Regions from separate parts of the Rattus norvegicus genome. Here region 2 is linked to region 1. Evidence: chromatin contacts called from public Hi-C data. All regions are on one chromosome and are shown on one strand. Each heading gives the region's core, a stretch centred on a gene start, on an enhancer-like site or on the middle of the called end of the contact. The rest is flanking DNA. Distances are from core to core; before and after follow the strand shown. Region 1 has its middle 64 kb from the start of Ehd3. Region 2 has its middle 100 kb from the start of Capn13.

What was found. A called contact is a pair of places that touch in the nucleus more often than the background predicts.
Region 2: a Hi-C map of the A7r5 cell line shows a contact between it and region 1, with 6 times the contacts expected there. The contact joins two enhancer-like sites. A contact is called at or near these places in 12 of 12 Hi-C or Micro-C datasets (the A7r5 cell line, the Rat2 cell line, Schwann cells and 7 more) and 1 of 1 datasets of contacts at active chromatin or transcription factors (oligodendrocytes).

Annotation. Positions count from the first base shown.
Region 1 is chr6:27,351,417-27,356,253 of GRCr8, forward strand. No RefSeq gene overlaps it. Among named protein-coding and RNA genes, the nearest start is that of Ehd3, 64 kb to the right of the region's middle. Within about 2 kb of position 1,980, at least 7 of the 93 cell types and tissues checked have an H3K27ac peak or open chromatin away from gene starts, as enhancers often do. A contact at or near this core is called in the A7r5 cell line, where this site is marked.
Region 2 is chr6:27,925,275-27,930,572 of GRCr8, forward strand. No RefSeq gene overlaps it. Among named protein-coding and RNA genes, the nearest start is that of Capn13, 100 kb to the left of the region's middle. Within about 2 kb of position 2,772, at least 7 of the 93 cell types and tissues checked have an H3K27ac peak or open chromatin away from gene starts, as enhancers often do. A contact at or near this core is called in the A7r5 cell line, where this site is marked.

The DNA.
Region 1 (4,837 bases), core at 730-3,229:
ATATCTGCTGAGTCATGAGGAATGGCTCTTTGAGAAAGAGCTGGGGGGACAAGAAATAAAACCATGCAGCATGAAGTCACCCCTGAGAAGCAAAGAAAACAACCAACCACTTGTCCTCTAGATACAGACCGGTCAGTCCCTCCAAACAATGAGCTGTGCATGCAAGCAAGCCCTTGAACAGAGCAAGACCTTCTGAAGGAGACATGTGCAACCAACATGGACGCTGGGGTCAGTTCTGCACCGGAATTGCTGTCATAATACTTCATACCCCCTGTGTGTGCTCTTCCCTCACACTGTTACAAGCGTCAAGCTGGGCAGTGTCAGTAGATAACTTTCATGTAACAGTGCTCGAGGCTCCCACAGAGAAATAGCCTATCGGATGAATGAGATGATGTCTGGCAGTGTGGACCTTCAATGAGGAAACCTGTTAACATGTGGATGTTTTGTAAGATGCCTTTAACACGTGGCAGTATATCTCCCCAGCTTCCATACCTACTTATACGCTTCCTTGATGTTATTTTTAATGGGTGTATAGTTTTCCATCCTATAGATTGAACCATAGTTTGTTTAATGAACTCTTCCAGTGTTGACATTTGGCTTGTTCCCAAGATGTTTTAATATCATCAGCACGGCTGAGGTGAACATAACAAAGGTGTTTTTTGCAGACCTGTGAGGCAGGAGGTTATCAGACCCTCAGCAGGAATGTGGGAGAAGCATCTGGATGCAGTCATAGCTGGGAAGTGTATTGCCTCACAGGGAAGAGGGCTTTGGTAGAACCACCACGTTCTGTTCTTAGCTCAGTGGCTCCTGAAGGCTTTGGGCGGGGCCCTTGGCATACAAAGAAAAGGAAGAGGTGCTGAGGCTGTGGGATTAGGGGAGGGCTCCTCGGAGGAAGCGGCATCATTGTACCAGATGTCGGGCACAGTGGGCTCAGGTTGGGGATGGCCCAAGGTGTGAGATTGACAGCCTGCTGAGCCGGTGAAAGGCGTGACTAGGGAGACATCTCTAGGAATCTGTTTCCTTTGGGACAAAAGGATGTGGCAATAGGCGTGTCTCAGGGCTGGCGTGTGGCTCAGTGGTGAAGCCCTTGTTTAGGATATGCAAGGATATGGTTTTCGTCTTTGGACTCAACAGAACAAAAAATAAAGATTTTTTTTGTTTTTTTTTTTTTGTTTTGTTTTTTTGTTTTGTTTTTGTTTCGTTTTGCTTCCGTGTTGTAAAGGAGGTGGACACAGTATCTTTCCTGCTTCCACTTTATCCCAGCTCTGGCCTCTCTTCCCTCCATCCAGCTTCACGAACAAACTAGAATACCTTAGAACTGAGTCTCTTCCTCAGGGCTCTCCTCTGATGATGGGGAGTTAGTAGGAAGGACACAGGGAGCGATGGAAACGTTCTGAACGTTGGCTGGTCTACAGGTTCTGCATCTACCAGAAGTCAAGAGGCAGCCACACATGTCGCTACATGCGAATAACCTTTCATGCTTAAAAATGCAGACATTTTCTGTAGGCTTGCAAGTCAAGGTCTTGCAAACCATCAAGATCTTGATGTGTTTGTGTGTGTTAACACGGATGGCGTGAAGCAGAGGAAAACCAAAGGCCCAGGGTGGGCTATCGGAGGCCCAGCACCTACGTGGATTGGGGTCACTCGATGAGTCTTTCTGGAAGCAGGCTCAAGTGTGTGGTGATGGGGATGGATGGACGCCACACTGTTCCTCTTCTCAGCATCCTCTCTGAGTGAATCCCCACCGTGCAGGCCTGAGCCACGTCTGGGTTAGGATCCCACGTCTTAAAGCCCACTGTGGTACCTGAGAAGAGATGGGGAATCCACACATGGCTGCTATTCAGGACCTGAAGGAATTTCCCAGGAGTTTCGTAGCCACTGGCTGGCTGCCACTGTGCTCGGTGGTTTCCCCAGTGGGCAGGCAATGAGTCAACCACCCCCTGGCCAGAAGGGAAAGGAGATAGGGGCTGGGATGGCTCTAACTGCTTGTTTCTGAGGACCAGGGAAACCTCAACCACTTCAGTGGGCCGCGTCTGTCCAGTGTGGTGCCTGACTCTGAGAGACAGGACAGGGCAGAGGAGTTGGCTATCCAGAAGGAAGAGGTTTGGCCTAAAGTACTGGCGGAGGTGCTTTTGTTTTTCTTCTCCCCAGGGCAATAAAAGAAAGGGGTGACAATAACTATACTCAGAACCTGACTCAGGGTCACTTAAACGTCTTTATCTACTTCCTCCATCTCCCTGTGGAAAATGGGCTGCTTCCTTTAATGAGCTCTGAATATTAAGCCTAATTTGGAACAATCGTGTACACACTCATTTCCTCTAGCTTTGATATCATTTGTATCTGAGCAGTGTGCTGGATCGTTTTATGTCAACTTGATAGAAGCTTGTCACTGGAAAAGAGGAAACCACAATTGAGAAAATGCCTCCATGAGGTCAGGCTGTAGGCAAGCCTACTGTAGGCATTTTCTTAATTAGCAATCGATGTGGGAAGGGCCCAGTCCATGATGATTGTGCTATCCTTGGACTGATGGTCCTGGGTTCTATAAGAAAACAGGCTGAGCAAGCCATAAGGAGCAAGCTAGTAAGCAGCACCCCACCCCCAGCCCCAAGGGCCTCTGCATAAGCTCCTGCCTTCCAGTAACAGCACTCCTTCATGGCTTCTGCATCAGCTCCTGCCTCTATGTTCCTGCCCTGCTTGAGTTCCTGTCCTGACTTCCTTCAGTGATGGACTGTGGTATGGAAGTGTACTCCTTTCTTCCTCCAACTTGCTTTTGGTCACGATGTTTCATCACAGCGATACAGACCTAATTAAGACTAGAAGTAAGCTGCCCTTCTTCATCTACTTACTGTGTTGGTGTTGATGTTAATGTTTTATCACTGCACTGTGACTCCATAGTGAAGGACTGGGCATAGATTATCAGAACCCATCTGAGAAAGCAGCAGTGTGAAGGAATGAGGGTCCAAGATAATATAAATGGGGACTTGCGGTGAATCTCGTAGACGCTGGCCTCCATGGATGTTCACAGAATGTTCACTGCATGGCTGCCTTCTCTTCTGGCAGCAGCCTTAAGTTCACTGCAAACCTGGCTAAATTCCTTATGTGGGATGTTGTCAGTGTCCATCGTTGGGATGAAACAGCTGAGATTCTTAACTTAAAAGGTGAAGGGTTAACTTTGGCTCTTAATTTCAGTACATAGCAGCCCTGGGCCAGTGGCTCCAAGGTATCTGTGTATGTTTTGGGGGGACGAGGTAGAGGAAGTCTCCTCACTAGGATCTCAACTTCCCTTTCCAGGATAAAGATCAACTTTCTCCAACTAAGCCCCGCCCCTTAAAAGATTCCACCACCTTCCCATAATGCCCCAGCTTTAGGCTCAAACCTTCGGAGGATGTTTGAGATGATGCTATATTACTTGCACGTGAGCTCGTGGGTCCCCAATAATCAAATAAACTTGAAAAGCCACTAGAGAGGTATTTTGCAAATGGTCTTTTAATGAAAATTAGGAAAGGATCAGTGGTTTATTAAAGGATTCTACACAGTGTTCCGTGGGGCTACATATAATTTCGGAAGCTTTGATGGGAGCACTCGAGTCATTGGAACTTATGGTTGAAAACCCTGCTCCAGGGTCCGTTTACAGAGATTCCGATTCAATGAGTCTACAGGGGCCAGAGAGCCTGCATTTTAGGGAACATTGGTGGGAATACTGATGCAGGGGGTTCACAGGTCCAAACTGCCTAAAGAGAATGGGGCCAGGTATGCAGGCCCTGGCTATTCCAAGAACAAGCTGACAACTGAAGTTTGCCTCTGTCTATTCTGAGTGAGGAAATGGTCTAGGCTGGTTCCTAGAGAGACAGGGAGGACACGGAATAAGGGTCTAGATGGAGTGAGTGGGCTGTCTGTACTGGGGATACTTTTGGTTTGATCTTTCAGTTGTGGAGACTTAAAAGAAAGCGACGGTCTCTTACAGGCAGGCAGGTAAGAAGATTTAGTGGTCAGGGCAGGAGAGGCAGAGAGGATGGCAGAGTCAGGCAGAGAGGGATCTTGGGAAAAGACAGAAGGGCATAGGAAACTTACTCAAGGCATGATTATGGTCAGCTCTTATACTACATGCACTGAAGCTGGGTCTGGGCCTGATGGGCCACTGGAAGGAATATGTTCTGGATGCAGACAGGAAATGATCAGAGGCCCAGCCATCACTTGGCAAACAGTTGTAAGATCTCAAGAGGAAAATTGCCGGCTGTGTGAGAAAGAAAGCAGGGAAACTTAATTTAGACTGGAGGGTCAGAGGACGACACTGTAGGAATGTGATGTTTAAGCCGAGACTGGAAGGATGGATAAGAAATCAGGGGAAGGATGTTTCAGAACTTTGCTGTCCAAAAGAACTTTCTGTGATGATGGAAACATCCTGTATTTAACCCTGTGGTCACAGCACATGTGGCTACTGCTGAGCCCTTGAACTACGTCTAGTGAGAACAAGGAGCTGAATTTTCGATCTTACTGGATGGCGATTGGTTTTAACGTATGTGTACACCCACATGTTTGTATTGTGCTTGGGGATGTTCATGAGGTGCACATGTGCACGGGGCATGTGTGACGGTCAGAGGACAACCTTATATAAAGAAGTATCTCTCATTGACTTGGAACTTTGTCACAAAGGCTGGGCTACCTGGCCCACAAATGAGCCATCACCGTGGTTACAGGTATGCCTGTCTTTGCACACCTGCGAGCTTCAGGTGTGGAGCATGGTTTTATTTCATGGGATCAAATGGTAGAAGACTAAGAGAGGCATCCCTGGGAGGAGAACGGACACCAGAAGGAAGCGTATGCTTAGAGACTCAGC
Region 2 (5,298 bases), core at 1,522-4,021, 570 kb after region 1:
AAGGATCTGATTTAATAAGCGCATGTCAGTGTTATGGTATCAGATCGGGAGTCTGAGTCAGTCACTGGAGGAACGTCTCCAGCGCCAACCTGTCCGGTTACTCTGTTCAGGAGCCAGCCTGTGCTCCCTGTGAGAAAGCCCAGCAAGTGTGGGTTAACAGGAAACCACTTACTACAAAAGAATGCCAATGAAGGTGCACCTGTGAACCCCACAAAACTGTGGCTCCCCCAGGTGGAAGCTCCATCCAGCAGGTGGCCTCTGCCTGTCCTGATGGACCCTCATCAGGAAGCCACAAGACTGGGTATAAGATGGTAAAGGTCCAGTCTGGGATTCCCTGCCACGTCCTGCTGTGTGACCTTCATCTTAACTTCCGGTCCCAGCTGCTCTCCTCCACAAATAGACACTAAAAGATGCAGATGGGGTCTCTTGACTCATGACTTTAATGCCCAGGGTGACCTGCAACAGATTCTGTGGACTTTCAGGGATGATAAGGTGCCAATGTTGGTGAATCTGTTGAATCAAGGGGCCATTCTGGAGGAAGATGCTGCTGATGTTGAGAGGGGCCATGGGGGCTTAAAAACAGAAGGAAGTCTACACTTTCTGCTTAATTTTGCTATGACCTTAAAGTCTCTTAGGGAGAAGGCAGTCTTTTAAAGTATATGGCTAGGGATATAGTACATCCTAGGGTTAATGTGAGAATTACTAAGACGATGTTGTCAAAAGGCCTCGTCTGGTCTTCGTGACACTGTGGGATCCACGGTAGCTGAAAGCTGGGTTATCGCTCTCTTAGGAGCCTCCACAGCAAGGGGAGACGTCCAGCTCTGTCACTTCTCACCTCCCACAGGACGCCTCTGGGGTGGGAACAGGTGTAAGCATCAAGGAGCAGACCTGGGGACCACCTGAGACAGGGGCCTGCCCTTCGCTCCTTCATCCCCGTTACAGTTCCTTCTGGGTACCACTCAGCAAAGCACCGAGAGAGAGGGCTGCTGTCTGGAGACTTAAATTTCAGTGCTGACTTCATGTTTAAATGTATGGCTTTGTAATAATGTCTTTCCTCTCTGTTGCCTCAGTTTCCCTGCAAGGGATTCCTTCCTTCTGTCAACACATTTCCAGGGCCCAATTATGAGCTAAGCAGCATCTAAGGATCATTTCTCTTGTGACAGCATACACATGGTTTTTTGTTTGTTTGTTTGTTTGTTTGTTTGTTTTTAATGACATGTCGGTGCACTGGAAGAAAAAGGAAAGGCACACTGTGCAAAACTGCAAACATAGACATCTCCATCTTCCCCTGCCCCAGAGCTGCTGTGCTTTTCCCTCTCTTGACTCTTGAACCAGTCATGTTGTGGGGCTGTAAATGTGAGTCTTCGGCCCACGTTTGGACTGCATTGGGGACTGCAGAGCGGTGGTATCTGTCCACCGCCGATCTGTCTCCTGTCTTTGCTGTGAGGGCAACTCGAAGCCAGAACAGGCGTGATGCTTCCTGGACTACAGATCTTTGTTTTGCTCGCGTCTTCCTTTTTGGCCACACCTGTCTTTCCTGCCAGATGCTTCCCTTAGCCCAGAGCCTGTAGAGCAGCCGTTCTTGCCCTTGCTAGCGCTGTGACCCTTTAATAGTTATGTTGTGGTAACCCCCAGCCATAAAATTACTTTTGATGCCACCTCATAATTGTAATTTTGCTACTATGAAGCATGATATAAGTATTTGTATTTTCCCTGGTCTTAGGTGACCCCCGCGAAAGGGTCATTTGAAGGGGTAGGGTTGAGAACCACTGTGGTAGAGGGATCCAGAGATTCTCTAGAGAAGGCATAATATAGAGGGACAAGTGTTGGCACGCTTGTTTAACTACATTATTGGGTTCTTATACCTCTCTCTGCCTCCCTTCCAACCCTTGTTCTACCCTAATCCCTTCCAAGCCCCCAACACTAGGAAGGAGAGAAAGAAGGTTAGAGGGGGAAGGGGGCATGGACCTCTTTACACTACTTCCTGCTTATTATGGGCATCAGGTTTCTAGGGGGAAATCCAATCTTCATCACCATAATACCTGGTATCCAGCAACCCAGCATATGCAACAGCAGGAGCCAGCAGCAGAGACTGGAGGTGGGGGTCGGGGGTGGGGGTGAGGGAGGTGCAGCAGCAGGGTGAGCAGCAGCTGCCTCAGGGTCCCTCAGCGCTCTCCCGTCTATACCCTCTCCAGAATCCCCATAATCAAACTAACTACAACTATCCCATCCTCTGCCCCAGAGCATGAGACAATGGTAGTTATCTGCTGTGGACAAACTGAGACGTCCCCACATCCCACACCTGAGATTAAAACAAAATCATATTCTCATAACTGCCATTTAAAAGAAACCAAAGTTATCACTACAGCTAAGCATGGACTTAGTTTCCAACTGTAACTCTTTTACTGGCCATGTGGTCCTAGGGTGGTATTTAACATTCCTGGATTTTGTTGTGTTTCATCTAGGGAGAGGAGGGGATAAATCTCCATCTGGCTGGGTCGTAAAGACCAAGTGACAGAGGCGATGTCCCTTTATTTAGCGAGGTTCTGAATCTAATCATTAGGTGGGGTGAATCACCACAAGTGCCGGTTCTGTGCCAAGACAATTATGCTACGTCTAGTAGTGTGATCAATATCCTTTCATTTTCTTCATCTCCGGTTCTTTTTATCTTCTTCACCACGACCTCCAGATGGCAGCACGGGCCACGGAACCAGAGCGTTTCTTTGCAAGCTGTTCCTTTCCCAGGATGCAGATGTTACTCTGTGACAGAGCCAGAGTAACAGTAACCACAGGCTGTTTGCTGGGTTCTTACTGCACTCGGGTATAGGGAGCACTTCTCACAAACAGAAGCTCAAGGGCTTTGGCTTTATGAGGAATGAAAAGGGTCTCTGATAGAAGCAGCCGCCGACCGGGAGGACCAGGAACCAAGCAAGTCCAATCTTCAAATCTGCTGGCTAGGCTATTTTCCCTACCATACTGGTCTTCTCTGTGAGTGCAGTATCGTCCTTCACCAATGAGGAGAATAAGACAGAAGGACAGAATGGAGCAGCCAAGAGACCAGGCTCCTGGAAATGTCCCATCATCCAAAGCACTGACCTTGTGTGATGCTTGGTGTGGACACTAGGAGAGATGAACCCCTGAATCGCCCAAAAGAATGTCTTCCATTCTCAAAGTGTTCTTTGCCAAAAGCCAAAACGGATTGTAAGAAATTCCCTCCAACTCTCTTTTACTGAGCCCTTTACCCACTGCATTTGCAACTCAGTCTCTAATCCCTTCATCCTAAGCATTCCTGGGGGAAATCCCTGAGCCAGCCACATGTACAAACATGTGCCCCTGCTGGAGCTTCTAGGGCAGCTGGTCAGGCTGAAGCACCCTTGAAAGCAGGGTAGGACAAAGGCTCAGACCTGTGTGTGGTATTCCTGAATCAGGCACACTGCCAGCTAAGGAAGCCCCGCTCTCTTCCCCTTTGTGCTCTGATGGCTCTCAGGGGAATGCTCATGTGTGATGTTAAGGATCTCAGTTCTTCCTCTCTGAAATAAGGAAAGGAAAACTTTGAAGAACAAGGTCTTCTCTGAGCTTAAAGCAATGCTAGGTCATAGAAAACAACTAGAGTTAGCTGGGTGTGCTGGTTTGAATAAGAATGACCCCCTTGCAGGCTCTTAGGTTTGGATGCTTGGTCACCAGGGAGTGGCACTATTTGAAAGGATTAGGAGGTGTGGCCTTGTTGGAGTGGGTGTGGCCTTATTGGAGGAAGTGTGTCACTGAAAGTGGACTTTGAGGTTTCAAGCCGGGACCAGTGTCTCTTCTTGCTACCTCGGGATCTGGCTTTAGAACTATCAGGCACTTCTCTAGCACCATGTCTTCCCGTGTGCCACTGTGCTCCTTGTCATGATGAAAATGGGACAAGCCCTCTGAAACTGTAAGCAAGTTCCAATGCAGTGTTTCCTTTATAAGAGTTGCCATGGTCATGGTGTCTCTTCACAGCAACAGATTACTAAAAACTCTGTGTATAACCCAGAGCAGCCATAACTGCTGTTTCCATCCCTTGAGAACTGCTGTAGGCTTAGACTGGGGTTCCACATCCCCTCCACCACAGGGCTCTAGGAGGCAGGACAAGGGAATTTGACACCACTCCCCATCCTGCAAGGAGGCCAGCTGCGTCTGGTTCTCAAGCTCTTGGGCATCCAGGCCCCACTGGGATGCCTCAGAAGAGCTAAGAATGGAGTGGGGGCCCTCATGGCTGGATCTAGCCTGGGGCCTGCCACCCACTGGCCTTCTTCGGAAGATTAGACAGCGGTTCTGTAGGCAAAGGTCTTCTCTGTAGCTCCCCATCGTGGATCCCAATGAAAAGAGACAATCCATGGTTTTAAGGCATGTATTGTCATGGCGGAAAGTGGATGAGTAAAACTGTACCCCACTTCTCAGGATGGGCCAGAGAGTAAATACCTTATGCAGGGAGAAGTGTCTGGGCAGGAAAGTTTCATTGGCTAAGCCTCCAAGCCCTTGGGTACCTCATTATAATGGAGAACTGTCTTGAGCCTACATGACCTGTGAAGCGGTTTAGGACATTACCCTTACATGACTGATGGCCACAAATCTATGGAGGGCTGTCTACCATCTCTTCAGGGTCTCCAGTGTTCAAGACTCCTCAACCAGGAACCAGGTGTGCCTTTCACTGTCCCACAGACTGCCACCATCCTCTTCCCTCTCCACTTCTGGGAGTGTAGAATTCTGGAGGACTGAGCTTCCCAGAAGCTGGAAGACACACTGGTATGAGCAATTGCTAGGCAGTTTCTGGATAGTCTATGCCCATTATTGATTTGGCTATAAGAGGTTCTGTTGGACAGAACCAGCAGCTACAACATGGCCCTTGAATAGAAGAGATATTCAAAGTTCAGGCACCATTGGGCTTGGAGCTCAATGTCTTGGGAGATGTGAGGGGACAGGGCTAGTGAGGTAGATACTGAGCCTGGACCTCCCAATCAGTTTCTGCAGTTGGACTAAGATTGTAAGACAAGGAGAGACAAGGAACTAGTCAGATGTCTTAGCAAACTGAGCAGTTAGAGTTTATTTTGTAACCCACAGATTAATGGAACTCCAACTGACCCTGAAGAATAAAATTCAATTGGTTCAAGCCCCATGTGGCAGGGAGCTCGACTCTCTCCCACAGATTAATGCTCAGGCCGTGTCTTCCAATTCTGGCAGTCTACCTCGGCTCTGGGATCTGATGCTGGTCCCTTATCTCCTCCACTGTCACCTTAGTCACAGACTGTTACTTCCTTTATGGAACAAATAAAA